Regions from separate parts of the Mus musculus genome. Here all the other regions are linked to region 2. A link is a contact called in public promoter capture Hi-C data. All regions are on one chromosome and are shown on one strand. The core of a region is the stretch at or near the end of the contact, and the rest is flanking DNA. Distances in the headings are between cores, read along the strand shown. Region 1 overlaps Dennd1a (DENN/MADD domain containing 1A). Region 2 overlaps Dennd1a (DENN/MADD domain containing 1A). Region 3 overlaps Dennd1a (DENN/MADD domain containing 1A).

What was found. Promoter capture Hi-C pulls out the DNA fragments that hold promoters and counts their contacts.
Region 1: a promoter capture Hi-C map of liver shows a contact between it and region 2. The contact joins two enhancer-like sites. A contact is called at or near these places in 7 of 39 promoter capture datasets (the 3T3-L1 cell line, 3T3-L1-derived adipocytes, HPC-7-derived erythroid cells and 4 more), 4 of 484 Hi-C or Micro-C datasets (the HPC-7 cell line, bone marrow-derived macrophages, cortical neurons and 1 more), 1 of 115 datasets of contacts at active chromatin or transcription factors (embryonic stem cells) and 2 of 9 other capture datasets (embryonic tail and embryonic trunk).
Region 3: a promoter capture Hi-C map of liver shows a contact between it and region 2. The contact joins two enhancer-like sites. A contact is called at or near these places in 1 of 39 promoter capture datasets (liver), 2 of 15 datasets of contacts at CTCF or cohesin (CD8 T cells and the G1E-ER4 cell line) and 2 of 484 Hi-C or Micro-C datasets (muscle stem cells and nephron progenitors).

What each region holds. Positions count from the first base shown.
Region 1 is chr2:38,260,384-38,263,309 of GRCm38.p6, reverse strand. All of the region lies in intron 1 of Dennd1a (DENN/MADD domain containing 1A), which reads left to right. Among named protein-coding and RNA genes, the nearest start is that of Dennd1a, 26 kb to the left of the region's middle. Within about 2 kb of position 1,394, at least 2 of the 459 cell types and tissues checked have an H3K27ac peak or open chromatin away from gene starts, as enhancers often do. A contact at or near this core is called in liver, where this site is marked.
Region 2 is chr2:38,142,722-38,145,602 of GRCm38.p6, reverse strand. All of the region lies in intron 3 of Dennd1a (DENN/MADD domain containing 1A), which reads left to right. Among named protein-coding and RNA genes, the nearest start is that of Dennd1a, 140 kb to the left of the region's middle. Within about 2 kb of position 1,317, at least 39 of the 459 cell types and tissues checked have an H3K27ac peak or open chromatin away from gene starts, as enhancers often do. A contact at or near this core is called in liver, where this site is marked.
Region 3 is chr2:38,219,891-38,222,732 of GRCm38.p6, reverse strand. All of the region lies in intron 2 of Dennd1a (DENN/MADD domain containing 1A), which reads left to right. Among named protein-coding and RNA genes, the nearest start is that of Dennd1a, 66 kb to the left of the region's middle. Within about 2 kb of position 1,567, at least 22 of the 459 cell types and tissues checked have an H3K27ac peak or open chromatin away from gene starts, as enhancers often do. A contact at or near this core is called in liver, where this site is marked.

The DNA of each region.
Region 1 (2,926 bases), core at 145-2,644, 120 kb before region 2:
ATGTGTGTGCAGGTGTGTTTGTAGTGTGTGTGCATGTGGAGATCAGAGGTTGATGCTGCTAATTCTTTTCTATTGCTCTTTGCCTTGTTTTTTTTTTTTTTTTTGTTTTTTTTTTTTTGTTTTTTTTTTTGTTTTTTTTTTTTTTTTTGAGATAGGGCTTCTCATTAAGCCTGGAGTGCTTGTTAAAAGACTGTTCTTTTGTTAGGGGCTTGGGATACAGGGATAAAGCAAAGCCAGGTTTGCTAACATTGCTAACATTGAGCTAGTCTTTCTCAAATAGCTTAATAGGTAGTAATGCAGGCACAAGGCACGTGAGCGAGTTAGACCTGATGGGACTCAAAATGACTATGGCAGGGGTGGTAGGCAGATAAGATTGAAGGTCTCTGAGGATGAACTGCAAATAGTCTTGCATATCATGCTTTGATTATTATTTTTTCTTGTTCTTAGACTTCTGAATACGTTGGGATTTTATGCTTTTGCCTTTGGTTTTTATATTGTGTGGTGACATCGTAGGCTGTAGCATGTCAGGAGCCTGGATTTTGGAGCCAATGGCCTGGATTCTAGTTCCAGTGGCCTTACACTTGATCCTAACTGACCTATACCCTACTTTTCCATCAGTATAATTGATAATAAACACACCTGCCTTGTATATTTGCTTTGTTTTCTGTTCGTTATGCTCTTTGAACCTTTTGGATTTGAGTCTATGGAATATTTAGTCTGAGGAAGTCATAGTTGGTAGTATGCTTGGCTAGCATCTGTTTCTTAGTCACTGTTCTGTTGCTGTGAAGTGACAGCATGACCAAGGTAACTCTTATAAAAGAAAGCATTTAATTGGGGGCTGACTTAAAGTTTCAAAGGCATGAAGCATAGGGGAAGGCTGATAAGGTACTAGAGAAGTAGGTGAGAGCTACATTCTGATCTGCAAGCAGAGAGAGAAAACTGGACCTGGCATGGGCTCCCCACCTATTTATTTAAAACACACACACACACACACACACACCCCTATTTATTTAAAACACGCACGTACATATATCTTACATAATATATCCTGTTAATTGTTTCCTATCCCTCTACTCCTGCAAGTTCCCCCTACCTCCTTCCCCTCCCATCTGGATTCTTTTCTGTCTTTTATAGACAAGGACATTCTTCTAAGAGATAATAAAATAAAGAAAAATAAAGTAAGAAAAAAATCTGTCACATCAGTGTTGGACAAGATAAGTCAACTGAAGGAAAAGAGCCCAAGAGAAGGTGCAAGAAGCAGAGACCCACTTTTTCCACACACTCAGGAATCCTATAAAATCACTAAACTGGAAGCCATAATATATATGTAGAGCTACAGACTCATGCAGGCCTGTGCATGCAACTTGAGTTTCTGAGTTTATGTGAACTTTGCTCATGTTGATTTAAAGGGCCTTATTTTTTTGGTGTCCTGGCATGGGCTTTTAAAACCTCAAAGGCCATGCCCAGTGACACACTTTTTTCCAACAAGGCCATACCTACTCCAAAAAGGCTATAACCCCTAATCCTTCTAATTCTATCAAAGAGTTCCTTCTACTCCTTGGTGACCAAACATTTAAATATATGAGCCTATGGGGGACTGTTCTTATTCAGACCAGCACAATTATGAAGCCTTGGATTCAATCAGCACCTTATAAGCTGGGCATGATGGTGTGTGTCTATAATCCTAACCCTTGGAAGGTAGAGGAAAAAGATGTGAAGTTCAAGGTGTTTGGTGGCTGGAGAGATGGCTCAGTGGTTAAGAGCACTAACTGCCTTCCAGAGATTCTGAGTTCAATTCCTAGTGACCACATGGTGGCCCACAACCATCTGTAAGGGAATCCAATGTCCTCTTCTGGTATGTCTGAAGACATCTACAGTGTACTCATATAAATGAAATAAATAAGAATGCTTGTTTTTTGTTTTTTTTTTTAAAGGTGTTTGGTGGCTATATAGTGAGTTTGAGGTGAGCCTGGGCCACATGAGAACCTGTCTCAAAAAAACCAAAATAACAAAAACCAAACTAAAACAAAAAAAACCACCAGTGAAAAAACCCACACCACCACCAGCAGCACCATAACAAAAACCATTTAGACATGGAAAATAAAAGAAGTTCTGTTTAGCTGGACTTTTACTAGTTAGGAACTTGGGAAGTTAGCATTTATTTATTTATTTATTTATTTTGCTATTTTTTTTTTAATTAGGTATTTTCTTCGTTTACATTTTCAATGCTATCCCAAAGGTTCCCCCATACCCCCCCCCCCCCCAAATCCCCTATCCACCCACTGCCCCTTTTTGGCCCTGGCGTTCCCCTGTACTGGGGCATATAAAGTTTGCAAGTCCAATGGGCCTCTCTTTGCAGTGATGACCGACTAGGCCATCTTTTGATACATATGCAGCTAAAGACAAGAGCTCCCGGGTACTGGTTAGTTCATATTGTTGTTCCACCTATAGGGTTGCAGTTCCCTTTAGCTCCTTGGGTAATTTCTCTAGCTCCTCCATTAGGGGCCGTGTGACCCATCCAATAGCTGACTGTGATCATCCACTTCTGTGTTTGCTAGGCCCCGGCATAGTCTCACAAGAGAGAGCTATATCTGGGTCCTTTCAGCAAAATCTTGCTAGTGTATGCAATGGTGTCAGCATTTGGAAGCTGATTATGGGGAAGTTAGCATTTAAATTGACCTAAATCATGAATCTTCATAATAATGCCTTGAATGTTACTTAATATTTTACAAGTAGGTAAAAGATTTAGAATAATAGAGTACTCTCCTTAGAGTTGAGGACATTGGATTCTATAGAGAGGAGTCCTTCAGACCATGTTCTAGACAGGTAGCACCTGTCCACATTTAGACTTGTTAGCCTGCCCAGAACCAAGGCAAACATTTTCCACCATTCTAACCTGCATTCCTTCAGCTGTACCTCCTGCTGC
Region 2 (2,881 bases), core at 68-2,567:
TCTTTGAAATAGTGACCTAAGCTGCTGACTCCTGAGAATACATGATGATGAGTGAAAGATTTGATTGAAAGCTGCCTTGTGTGAGTTGACATTGTAAGGGAAAAGGACTTACAAACATTATGGGTCACAGAAAAAAATCTAGAAAATGTTCTAGAAAAGCCTTTGCTGGTCGCAAGCAGCCACAGGTAATTGCTAGTTTGTGTGTGTTGAAACTAAAGTAAATTAAACATATATATGAGGTTGAATTATTTTCTTATATTTTGCTAGCCTTTTGAAGAGATTAAAAAAGTGTAAAATATTGAATGCTAGATTTTAGGAAACCTCTTACATAGTTTTCTTATTTTGCTAGTGTTTCATATCACCTGCCTTCTGTCTCAGTAACAGAATGCCATCAGTGTGTTCTGACTGTAAGTTTCCTCAGTCCTAACTCCTCCTCCTGTCCTCCTTTCATTATAAGATTGGAGAAATATTAGTTGTGAAATAGAGATGGCTGTGCAGTGGAACCCTGTTTAATCATTCCTAAATAATACTCTTTCCAAAGCAGGTCTAATATTTACACTTTGATTCCTGTTTTCTGCTTGCAGTGTTTGTTGATGGTATCTTTCTAACATTCCCTGGCACTGGATAAATAAAGACTGCTATTTCCTTTTCAACATTTTCAGCTATTATCCTCATGTAAGAGCTAATAAGTGGAGGTTAGGTGAATACTAAACCATGATCCTGTCTATCAGAATAAGCTAGGAGCCTTGATTAACATGCCTTGTTAACTGATAGGTTCAGTTCCATACTGGTAGTGCTAGAATAATTTGTATAAACCAAGCAGTACAGATTCCTTATTTTAGCACTAAGACTTACAAAGGCTTCTTTTAGCAGCCTTTAATTTTGTACTTATGTATGTGACATAGCCTGTGGCTGTGATAGCTACTGTGAATCTGCAGTTGTTTGGGGATGAAAGGAGGAGGCAGCTGGAAACTCGGTAGCTACATCTAGCTGTCTACCTAGAGAAGGCCTTGATTTCAAGTTTATCCAAACAAGCTCGACTAATCCCAACTATCTAGGGGGATCCACTGTCAAAACAAGCAGCGTGGCCCTGAGGCAAACACAGCCATACAGAAATGAAGGCTGGGGCTTCCAATACTCTGATGACTGCATACTGGAGGCTTTTTTCCCCCCTGAAAGAGGGTAAGAGAGGTAGAATTTGCATAATGCCTTTTCATTGGAAACTTTTGGAAAGCTGACAGACCCCCAGCTTATAGATCTGTAGCCACAATACAGAGTCTATAGGAGAATCCTTGAATGACCTAACCATATTGAAAGGAAATATAAAAGCGTCCAAGTATAGCCAAGTGAGAGAGGAAAAGAGGCCGATGCATTGTCTAACATCTGCTGCACTTCTCGTTAGTTTTGTTCTTTGCTATTCTATGTGGACTTTGGAGAAGCCTAAGACAGCCTAACATGAATCCTATAATCTTCCTTCTGAATATTTATGTAGCGTGCCAGCTTCTAAGCTGTCCTTTGCGTTTTTCTACTTCCCCCTCATTTTCATGCTCTCAAATGAGGCCAACATTTCAAAAGCTAAATAAATGTTTGTGAATGTTTATAAAAGATTTGCATAAATTTGTCCTTGTCTGACAAAGATCACTTTTTTCTTATGCCAGTTCTGAAAAAAAAAAAAATTTTTTTTTAAAGGTTTTGGTGCTTGTCTTGACAACAAAGTCCCACATCCCAGAACAATGATTGCTGATTAAGTGGGTATGCAATTGTGGCTGAATAGGCTTTCAAGATACTGGGTTAAAAGACCCATCATCTGAAGGCTGAATTATAGAATTTAGAAAATGTTATCAGAGGTACACATTTAAATAGATTTTTATGGTACCATATCATTAGATAAGACAAAGAGTTCTTATGAGTTAAAAGAAAAGTATAACCGCCTATGGTTTAAGAAATTGTCCTGTATAAATTTTAATAATTAGAATGTTTCATTAACTTGGAATATCACCTCTCTTATGTTTGAACATGTTTAAAAATAATCTTTAGACCTTGAAGCATTTTTTTTTTTGGAGGCTGTAAATCTCCCAGCGGTATATGTGAATATGGGTACTGGGGTGGTGATCAGAGGGAGTTTAGTAGGCAGTCTTTTATGACATCTGAATGTTCAATCATACCTTGAGAAAATACAAACTCTATGAAATATGTGTCAGCGTTTAATTATAGGACATCCACACACACAGCACCCAGACACTTGTGCCACCAGTGTGTTTTCTGAACTCATTTATCTTTTAAAATTAGAATAGGTTTTGAGGGGTGGCAGGGGAAGTTGTGGGGAGAGGCGCTAATTTAGTTCCAAGGTATTGGAAGATTGGCAGCAGAGAGAGGTAACAGGCAGCTCTGTTCATCTCTTGGTTGTATTGGTGTAGAGGTTTAAGTTGTCATTAAGGCACAAACTAGAGCCACTTCTCTGACACAGTTTTTATCACATCTGCTAGGCTTGTGTCCCAAGAGGAGACGTGGGGAGCAGTGAATTCAGCATGGGCCCATTATCGACTGCTTTTTCGTGTGTTGTAAAAGGAGTGAGACCTCAGGGAGGCTTGGAGCCTCCTCCCGTGTAATGTCCAAGTCAGATTTGAAGGACTGGTGGCAGGAAAGCTTTGGCCTTGGGGTGTGAATTCTAAGAAATAGAGGCACAATTAAGTTTAAAAAATTCAAGGACTTTGAGCTTGATAATGAAAGATTTTTTTTTCTAGACTAATGTGAGCAGAAAAGATGCCCATCTGTGCACATTTTTGTGTGCATTTAAAATATTTAAAAGCTGACAGCTTTTAATATGCTTACAAAATAGTATTTTATCAGTGCTCTTTTTCCTTCATTTCTCTCTCTCTCT
Region 3 (2,842 bases), core at 318-2,817, 77 kb before region 2:
TGACAAGTGTCTTCACCCACTGAGCCATTTTGTCTGCTCACATAAGACAAAGCAAAGCAAAAAGTATTATAAAAAGTAAATTAAAGTAGCAGTATTAGGGGGTTGGAGAGATGGATCAGCCCTGGCTGCTCTTGTAGGGAACCTAGGTTTGATTCCAAGCATCCACATGATGGCTCATAATTGTCTGTAACTCCAGTCCTGGGGGGATCTGACACCCCCTTCTGGTTTTCTCAGGCACCAGGCATTCAAGTGGTACAGACAAACATGCAAGCAAAATATCCACATACATAAAAGTAAATCAAAACATAACAGCATACTAATATTTTAAAAGCAGTTATATCATAATTGTTTGGCTGCATTTAATGCTTGCTTCTTGTTTCCTCCTTATTTTATAATGAGGAATATTTCTGCTGATGGAGTATTTAGGTCATGTTAGTCTAAAGAGAATAGAAGGCACTTACCTAGAGACCTGATGATGGAGAAAAGTCTTTGTACTGCTATCATGTTTTGCTATGGTCTGGGCCCAGGGCTGGACTTGGGCAGTAGCTGTGAGAGAGATAAAGTGTTCCTGGTGAAGGTTTGCTTCTGGGGTGAGGGAATGCCATTCAAATCCATCCAAAGAGACTGGGTATAAATGATGCTTACACCACACTTGCTGGATCTATAGTTTCATTACATCCAATATTTCTATGTAAGTATTTTTGAAACAGCATCTTTCTGTCTGTTTAAGTCACACTGATCTGGAGCTCATCATGATCGTCTTGACTCAGCTTCCCTAGTGTTAGAGCTATAGCCCTATATTACCATGTCTAGCTTTCCAGAGTTCTATTTTTTTGTTTTTGTTTTTGTTTCCAAGACAGGAGTTCTTTTTAACAAACCAAAAAAAAAAATTAAAAATTAAGATTTGTAAGTTAGAGCCAGTGGAGTAGCTTGTGTTTCTTAGAGATTGAGACAGAATTTTTTCTTTTGCTGAAAGGGCCTGTGTAGTGCAGTACTTGGTTGAAAACACTTTGCCTGGCATTTGCACTGGGCATATTTGGAGAAGAAAGCCTCCCTACATTGTGCATTTTAAAAAGTGTTTGTAAGTGTGCTTAGAAAATGGCAGCATGTATTGGTCTTGGCTGTCAATGTCTGCTGCTCCTGACTGTGTTTAACCAGAAAGGGAAACTCAGAGTAGAAAAAGTCTCACTCCCAAGATTTTACAAGAAAACCCTTCTTTGTTGAGTTATATATATATATTTTAAAGGAGCTTGACATCTTCATCAAGTTCACAGTGGGCTTGCTTTGTTTGCTTTCTCTTGAATGCTTGATAAGATTTTTCTTCTATTGTTTTGTGCAGCAAGAACAGATCTTTCCCTGGCTGGGGTGGGTTTTTTGTAAATCCACAATATGGTCATTGTCTGGTGGTGAATAATTGTGGCTGCTTTTTGTACAACCAGAACTAAGGCTTTGGCTGTGAACAGATTCCTTCTTAGCGTGAAAAGGGACTAATCCATGTAAATACAGCCCCAAAATAAAGCTTTACAGAAAAAGGGGAAGGCCGCTAAGCAGGAGGGCACAGGTCAGCAATTTAACCTTTAACCTAACAAATAAGAAGCATGAAAGTTCCAGAATTGGTTTACAAAAGAAAGCTCCTGTGATCTGTCAGTTTTTCTTTTCAGGAGGGGGCTGGGGGAGAGATCTGACTGACAGCTAGTGCCTTTTAACTGCAGTCTGAAATTAACTGCTAAATCGAAACTTGAATATTTGAGGGAGAAGTTTTCTTAAAGAAATGAAGGTGGCAGAATAGACTATATAAGCCTCAGCCAGGGCCTTGCGTGGGATTTTAGCCTGGAAGTAGGGTGAAAAGCTTAGGACTGGACTGTTGTTAGGATCCTCCATCCAAGATTGTCAGTCTGTGATCTGACCCTTATGTCAAATTAGACATGAACTTTGCAGTTTCAGGCCAGATGAAACTCTTTCCCCTTTTATTGTAGTATCACTGATATCCTTTGTAGATTCTTCAGGCTTCCATAAATTAATTGCAGCTTTTACCAAGGATGTAAGAGCTTCTTGTAAATGAAATGAATTTGTTTTCTACAGAAGGGCCTTCTTGAGATTTCAGTGTCTATAGCTGTCACAACCTGGTGGATTTTGAGACTCAGTGTAGTGTGTAGCTGTGAGGCAGAAGATACAGGCATGTGCTCAACCACTGTTCTTTAACTCTCTGAGCAGACCTAGTTGAGACTGAGCTGCAGAAAGTGGGTAAATTTTTATCAGACACTGAATTAAGGAGATCAGAAACTGTGGCAAAGAAAGGACTGCTTCATCTCCTATACAGACTAGGAAGTGAGGTTTGTGCTAAGGGGTAATTTTTACTTTAATGCTGTTTTACCTATTTATAAACTTTGCAAACAGTTTGTATTTATTTAATCACAACAGGTAATCTTGCTAATGAGTGTTAGTTTTTGCTGAAAGCATAAAGCTTCTGAAATCGGAGGTTCCATCTCACTGTGAAGAATTTTTGTAACTGGTAAAAACTTTAATTACTTAGACTTATTCAGATTAAGAGAAACAATGAACTAATGACTTTAAAGTAGGCTCCTCATAGATGAGTAAGAATAGTAATTACACTGTGTTATTTATTCCCTTGTAGAACCAAAGGCCCAGGGATGAGACTGAGTTCTCCAGTTGTCTTTAAAGGAGTTGTTTTCAGCTTATTTGATGCTGTTTAATAGAGTTTTCTCATGTTGTGGTGACTCCTAGCCATAAGATTATTTTTGTTGTTACTTTCAGAACTATAGTTTTGCTACTGTAATGAATTGTAAATATATGATATACAGGATATTTGGCATACACCCCC